Regions from separate parts of the Sus scrofa genome. Here region 2 is linked to region 1. Evidence: chromatin contacts called from public HiChIP or PLAC-seq data. All regions are on one chromosome and are shown on one strand. The core of a region is the stretch at or near the end of the contact, and the rest is flanking DNA. Distances in the headings are between cores, read along the strand shown. Region 1 holds the start of LSM11 (U7 snRNA-associated Sm-like protein LSm11). Region 2 holds the start of MED7 (mediator complex subunit 7).

Region 1 (3,827 bases), core at 1,136-3,635:
ATGGCATTACCTACAAAGGGGCATGAGGAAACTTCTGGGGATGGATTTGTTCTGTATCTTGATTGTGCTGATTTCGCAACTACACACTTGTCAAAACTCACTTTAAAAGGCTGTATTTTGCTATGTGTGAATTACACCTCAAGAGTCTGATTGTTAAATTACTGTTATCCTCAAGCTTCAAGACCTGAGGCTGACCTCTTACATGAACTCTTTCTTGAATAACTCTAACCCTCACCCATGCTTCTGTACTTTTTTTGCTTTCTGAAGGCCATCAAGCTCTTTGTGATGCCTGCTCATCTCTACCAGGTACACCCCACTGTTTCCAGCGGTAGGATTAAAATTTCCAGTGCCGAGGGCACATTCCGAGATTCTATTCCAGGCAATATTTAATCGCAGGAAGTCGACAAAGCTGGCCGGGACACTCTGTCATACCAATAATAGAGCAAAGGGCTCCACAGGTAAAGCCCAACCACGCACCACACAGAAGTATTTCTTTTCTCTTGAAAATCTTAAAAGCGAAGCAATAATTGGCCAAATGGAAATATAAAAATGAGACTCAAAGTACACCTCGAAAATTTTCTAGTGGCAAAAAGTATGGGCAAAATAAGGTCTCCCAAACTGCTCTTAATTTAGGAACATGCATAATCTATCTGTGGGTCACTGTTGGGCCAGCGAGCTGGGGGAAACCCTAGCTTAGGCAGGGATGCTGTAAGCACAGTAAATCATTGGACAAAGGTGCCCCTAACAGCACTCAGCTTTTCAGGATGTTTTTCTTTTAATAAAAACATTTCTAGGGAGGAAACAAAAATACTCCTTTGCTTAGCAGAACTCTCCAAAGACAGTGATTTAATAACGCCACGATTTAGCTATCAAGATAGAGATGCTCTCAATGGCTAAGTAGGTCGTTGTGTCCATGGGGCAGATGTCAGGACTGCTTGCCAGATGACAGAAGATGTAACACCTGGGCTGTTTTTACTCCATTTATACAAGACCTAACTCACACGTGAGCAACCTCTGCCGTTTACAGCTTTACCCTAAGGATCTATTAGAAGGCTGCAAGAAACTCCCTTGTGCCTGCTACACCTTTAGAACCTAAAACTAGCCAGTGCATATAATAAAAGCCTGACAGACACAATCCTTCACTTGGCCTGGCAGAGGGGCTGTGAAACAGTGCCTGGGTTTTCGTGGCATTTTGTGCCTGCTGCATTCCAGCACTTGTAATTTGCTAATGTGAACATATATGTATCAAGACCCTTGCAGCAGGAAGAAGGAGCCGTCACTGAAGGTGCAGGGGTTATAAGATTATGTCCACTGTGCCATCTGAACAGATTTCTTCACACTCCATCCCGTCATCTCCAAATCTCACTGACCGAACACTTTTCCTCCCCAAATACTGGCTGTGCCCTCCCTCCCGCTGCGTGCGTGGTCCCAAGACCTCCTCGCTTCTGTAAACCCTCACTATGACATCCCGTTTTTAGGCCCATCACCTCCGCAGACAGCCCCCACCCCATCGCCCCTGCACATGCTTTCTGCAGGCGCCTCACCACCTCTATAGCCACTTCCGTGACCCCCAACCCCTTTTACAGACCGTCTACACTAATTATCCAGGCACACGCTCCCCCGGGCTATTTCTTTCCCCTTCAGCTTTACACTTTCCCCCCACTGCTCCCGCAGACCCTTCCTTCCGCAAGAAGACCCTCCCCACGCCCCCACTGCCGGCATTCCTCAAGCAGAACCCGCCCGCGGCCGCTGATTATCTCCGTAGCCTTGACCCGGACCCTGCCCCGGATTCGCGCCCCGCGCGGAGCCCCAAGCACCCGGCCGACGCCTCCCGGCCGCAACCTTCCGGACAGCGGCCCTGCCCGGCCCCCAGCCCCGCCCCGCCCGCCCCGCCCGCCGGACTCACAGGGCATTCTCGTGAGCACGTTGCGCGGCGCCTTCCTGGTCCGAGCCGGACCCCGCCGCCGCGCCCCGGCGGCCCCGTCCTCTTCCTCCTTGGCCACCATGAGGCGGCGGAGGCGCTGGATGCGCTCGGGGTCCGGGGCGGGGGCGTCCGGGCGGCGGCGGGTCCTGCCCGAGGGCCCGGCGGCGGCGGGGCCCCCGAGCCCGCGGCCGCACCCCGCGCCCGCCCGCGCCCGCCGCCCCGGCACCCGGTCTTGAGGAAGCTCTCGTACTCGGCCACGTTGTTGAAGCAGGGCGCGTTGGGGTAGGGGATGGGAGGCAGGCGCGGCGCGTACAGAGCCAGCAGCGGGTCGAAGCTGTCAGAGCTGACATCCAGCAGCGGGCTGGGCGGGCTGGCGGGGCTCCCGGCGCGAGCCGACCTCGCCCCCCGCTCCCGCTCCTCCATGTTTGAAAGGCCCGCAAGCCGAGGCCGATGGGAAGAAGGAGCGGGGCCGCCAGAGGGCGGCACTGCGCAGCCGCGGCGCGGGGTCGCACTGCCTCCGCGCGGCCGCGGGAGGGCAGCATCTGCCCGCGCTCTGCGCCGCCGGCGGCGTGGCGCGGGGATGCCACCCTCAGGGCCTCGCAGCGCGCATCAGTGCGCGGGGAGCAGGTTAATCTGCTTTAACGCACCGTTTCCCTATCTATATCATCATCACTTGGGGTGTTAGTAAGTCCAGATTCAGCAGAAGCGGAGGCCGGGACTGGCGTTTTAACAAGCTCCCCCGGTGGTTCTCTGCTTTCTGCAGCTGGAGTCTACCCCTAACTTGAGCTGTGGAGAAGCAGAGGGAGGAGGGCAAGGAGAACCCCAATTTGCTTTCGTTCTGAGTACCACTGGGGTTTAGCCTAGCTGGACTCAAACTATTTAGCTTCTCTGGGTCTTTACATTCTCATCTGAAATATGATAGAAATGGTTACCTATTTCATAGACTCGTCGGAAGAATGAAGAGATACTGCCTCTACAGCACATACCAAATGCTCTCTATGAATGTTAATATTTCTTTTTTTTTTTTTTTTTTTGTCTTTTGTCTTTTTGTTGTTGTTGTTGTAGTTGCTATTTCTTTTGGGCCGCTCCCACGGCATATGGAGGTTCCCAGGCCAGGGGTTGAATCGGAGCTGTAGCCACCGGCCTAGACCAGAGCCACAGCAACGCGGGATCCGAGCCGCGTCTGCAACCTACACCACAGCTCACGGCAACGCCGAATCGTTTACCCACTGAGCAAGGGCAGGGACCGAACCCGCAACCTCATGGTTCCTAGTCGGATTCGTTAACCACTGCGCCACGACGGGAACTCCTGAATGTTAATATTTCTTAAGCGTACAATGAAACTTTAGAATGGAGGGGGGAGGTCCTAGTCTTGGATTTCCTACACCGTATGCAAAAAGAAATTTACACATACACCGGAAAGAAGCTAGTGTTAAAGAAAATTCACTATCACCAATCTTCCAAGCACTGCTAAGCACCTGGAGGAAATGAGGATCCTGCAATTGGAGGGTGGAATAATGGAGGACTTACAAAACCTGGTTGTACTTTAGAGACTCTGCTCAGCAAAACATTGTTTTTTGGTATGAAAATGACAGTCTACACCAAAAACCCAGATATCACCCTTCATCCAACAAAGCTGTTTTCAGTCACCTACAGGCCACACCCAATCACCTTCCTAACTGCCATCACTCCCCCAAACTACTATCAACTGGTGTTTAGTCTATACTGGTAGCTTTTGTGTACATTTTTAAGTTTCTTTACGATTTGGAAAGGAAGCCTGAAAAAATACTATTCTCCTAGAGAGCAGAATGAGAATTAATATACAACTATGAAGTATGCTTTAGAATAAATACATGCTACAAAAACATGCTGAAAACCACCCAACAATACTTCTAACACTACA
Region 2 (3,900 bases), core at 400-2,899, 510 kb after region 1:
TGTGGCATAGGCCAGCAGCTGTAGCTCTCATTCAGCCCCTAGCCTGTGAACCTCCATGTGCCACAAGTGTGGCCCTAAAAAGTCAAAAAGCCAAAAAACGAAAACAAAAAAAAAGTGAACATATTTCTTCAACAAATAAATTGATGTGTGTGGGGGGGGGGACTGAAATGGAGGAAGGAAACTATAGATTAAAAGATAATAGAAAGAGGAGTTCCCATTGTGGCTCAGCAGTTAATGAACCTGACTAGCATCTGTGAGGATGAAAGTTTGATCCCTGATCTTGCCCAGTGGGTTAAGGATCCAGCTTTGCCCTGAGCTCTGGTGTAGTTCACAGACGTGGCTTGGATCTTGCATTGCTGTGGCTGTGGTCTAGGTCAGCAGCTACAGTTCCAATTAGACCCCTAGCCTGGGAACCTCCATATGCCCTGGAGTGTGGCCCTAAAAAGCCAAAAAAAAAAAAAAAAAAAAAAAGATAATAAAAAGATACATCAGCTAGTCACAAAAGACTTCATTGCATCTTCAGACATTTGGTATTTTCATACTGATTTCATTGATGAAACTAAATCAAGTTATTAACTTATTTTTAAATGAGACAGTGGTTCTGTGGTTCAATGAAAACAACAATAAAACCCCCAAACAAGTCTTTATCTTTCAGAAATGCATACTGAACTGAAATAATGTCTATAGGTAGATAATTATTGAAATTGAAAGTAGAGACTATTCTCTACTTCTATATATGTTTGGAACGCTTCATAGTAAGTTTTAAAAACTGGAATAAAAAAATCTTTTTTTTTTTTTTTTTTTTTTTTTTGTCTTTCTGTCTTTTTAGGGCTGCACCCACTGCATATGGAGGTTTCCAGGCTAGGAGTCCAATTGGAGCTGTAGCTGCCAGCGTAAGCCAGGGCCACAGCAAGGCGGGATCCGAGCCGTGTCTTGGTAGCATGCTTTTTTGTAAGATTCCCACAAATTTAGAAATGTGTAGCACTTCTTGAAAGTCGCCTCCAGAAGAAACTCTTACATATCGTTTTGTTTTATGCTTGTTAATTTGTTGCCTGGAAATGTAACAGAATCTGAATACGTGAATAAAACTGAATGGACGGTGAAGAAATATAAATTAAGAATATGTTGCTTCCCAACCATTTTCACACATATTTCGAGATTAAGATTTCCATGTTCCAAATTATTTCCAGCATGTGGAGTCCAATCTCATTTCTTAAGGTTATTTTTAAAATTATTTATTTATGTATTTATTTAAATGTTGTTTTTGACAGTGGGGTAACATTTTTTTAAATGTAACGTTTAAAAATAGCTGCTTGTCTCTATTTTTTAAAGTTTATGTAAGGCATATGGATGCTTTAATTTTAAGCGTTAAAAAAAAACAGCAAAAAAAGAAACGACGCTACCACGTGCCACTGCTACTGATAGAAAAAGCACAAGAAAAGACTCCAACACCCCAAACCCTGCGGCTGCCGCCAAATCGCGGAAAGAGCGGGGAGAGAGGAGGTTATGCGCAGGCGCAATAGCGAGCCATCGGTCTGAGGCGGGACTAGAGCCTGGGTTAAAGGACAGCTCTTTCCGCCAGTCAAGAGACAGCACCAGTAGCTTCTTCCGGGAAGAGGAGGCCGGAAGTTGGACTTCGGCTGTGGTGGCGAAGGCGGTTACCAGTGTAAACCCAGTACCGAGGTGAGTGGGCGGCGACGACTTGGGGCTCGGTTCCGTCCGCTGCATTTCTCCTTCCGGACCCCGCCGCTTCCTCCCGGCGGGCTGGGAGTGGTGGGAGGCTTGGCGCATAGTGTGCTCGCCCACCTTCCTCTCCCGCGCCCTTCGGGGAGCGCGGCCTCCCCGACCCCCGCGGAGCCGCCGGGTAGAGCGCCTGGAGGAAGGTGCTCTCCGCGCAGTGGGCTGCGGGCTGCTTCCGAGTCGGGATCTCGAGCTGCGCCGGAGGTCCGGGGAGCTGAGTTCCAGTCGTGTGCCGCTGGTTTGTGTAGCCTCTGCAAGTCTCTTGGCCCCTCCGGCTTTATGAGATAACCAACCCTCCCTCGGGGATCAGTCCTCTAATCACATGAAATAGTGGGAGGCTGGGAAGGAGGTAGAACTATAGCCTCATCATCAGATCATCCAGAGAGGTTTTGAAGGCAGCTTTTAAGCGTCCCCCTTCACAGTAGAGAAGTGAGCAAAACCTCTGGGACTGGCACCCTGGAATACCTTTCTGTTTTAGTTAAGTCCTCCAAAACGAAACAGACACTGAAAGGTGGATCTTCAATCTGATCACCACCTGTGATGCCTGGCGCTGGTTTTACCAGAGACTTCCATCGCTTTTGACAAGTTCAGCTGAGAGAAGTGATGGAGAGAGAAACATAATTTCTGTAGTATATCAAGTTTTTTTTGTATTGTTAGGCTCTTGGTACTTCACTGATTTGAGAGAGCTTGATGGTGCAACAAAAAGGACCTAGATAAGAATTCCTGCTCTGCCATTTATTAGCTTTTTGATCTGGTTGCAGACACTCCCTCTCAATGAGACAGACTTGTAATTATCAGCTCTAAAATGAAATCGATAGTGGTATTAAACTCACAGAAATATTACGAAGCTTAAGTAAGGGAGGGTATAAAACAGTGATACTGGAGTTCCCGTCGTGGCGCAGCGGAGAGGAATCCGACCTGGAACCATGAGGTTGCGGGTTCGACTCCTGGCCCACTCAGTGGGTTAAGGATTTGGCCTTGTGGTGAGCCGTGGCATTGGCCGCCAGCGGTAGCTCGGAATTGACCCCTAGCCTGCTTCTGAAATTGGGAAACCTGCTTCTAAAATTGAGACGGCCACTCTGAGGGCACCGAGAGGAAGGGGAGTGTTCTGGGAGCCCCAGGTCCGGGATCCAGGGCCCACTGCATGGAAGGTGTTCTGATGTTTGTTGAATGATGGAATAGTTGAAATCTTAATAGTCTGTTAGATGGGAAGGATCCTTTTTAAAATTTGCTTTTAACGGTGCATTAGTCTGAATGTTTTCAAGCTTTTATTCACATTTCCATTTTCTTTGTCATCTTTTGCCTGTTTTTCTATTAATTTTTAAAAATATAGGTTAAAAACAACCACAACTCATTGAATCTTTATTGAGGATTTAGCACCTTCTAGGCATTGCTTGAAATACTGGAGGTACATTTTTGAATAAGACAGACAGTTCCTGAAGTCGTAGTGCTTTTCTTCTTGTGGGGATGGAGTCAGTAAAAAAATCAAAATTAAATTCCTAGTATTTGTCCTTTGTTAGCTTGCAAGCATTCTTCTCCCAGAAAAATGGGATTGTTTTTTAATTTCGTTTATGATATACTTTTCTATATGGTTTTTAGATTTGTTTTTGGTAGTCAGATCTGTTGGTCTTTTGTAGCACCCTTAAGCCGTGTAGTTATCTGTTGTCCATTTTCCTTGATAGATTTTTAAGCAACGCTAGGATGGAGGCAGTGTTTCTTAAGAGAGAGAATGGTGTAGTGTTTGACATTCTCAGACTCTGGATCCTTCCTTTACTCTGTGACTTTATAGAAGTGGGTCAACCTTTCTGAGCCACAGTGGTCTCATCTCCAAATTGGAAAGAGCACTTTTCTTTTCTTAGATTTCTCATAACCATGAGAAAAGTAATTAAGAACAGTGTCTGGCACATAGTATACACTACAAATATTATCTGTCATAATCATCATTATCATATATTAGACAAACAGTAAATGTTTGAAGGAATAAATGCATGTTAAAGATGTTTGTACCTACTTCCAAATTTCCACTGGTTTGGAACCCTTTTGAAATGAATGGAGCTACCAGCAAATATTTATGAAGCTTTTGTGCGCAATTGACACAGTGAGAGCTGTGATAGTTATAGTCCTTCCCCTTGTAGCTTATAGTCTGACTGGGGCAACAAA

Evidence for each region. HiChIP or PLAC-seq counts read pairs in DNA pulled down with a chosen protein or histone mark.
Region 2: a contact with region 1 is called in an H3K27ac HiChIP or PLAC-seq map of alveolar macrophages. The contact joins the promoter of MED7 here to the promoter of LSM11 in region 1. A contact is called at or near these places in 1 of 5 promoter capture datasets (liver), 17 of 47 Hi-C or Micro-C datasets (alveolar macrophages, brain, embryonic fibroblasts and 11 more) and 2 of 2 datasets of contacts at active chromatin or transcription factors (alveolar macrophages and skeletal muscle).

Annotation. Positions count from the first base shown.
Region 1 is chr16:65,598,220-65,602,046 of Sscrofa11.1, forward strand. It overlaps LSM11 (U7 snRNA-associated Sm-like protein LSm11), which reads right to left and starts at 2,386. Exons shown (of 5, transcript XM_021076895.1): 1 at 2,101-2,386; 2 at 1,907-2,098. The coding sequence starts at 2,347.
Region 2 is chr16:66,113,193-66,117,092 of Sscrofa11.1, forward strand. It overlaps MED7 (mediator complex subunit 7), which reads left to right and starts at 1,650. Exons shown (of 2, transcript NM_001044615.1): 1 at 1,650-1,683. The region is part of intron 3 of FAM71B (protein FAM71B); the gene reads left to right.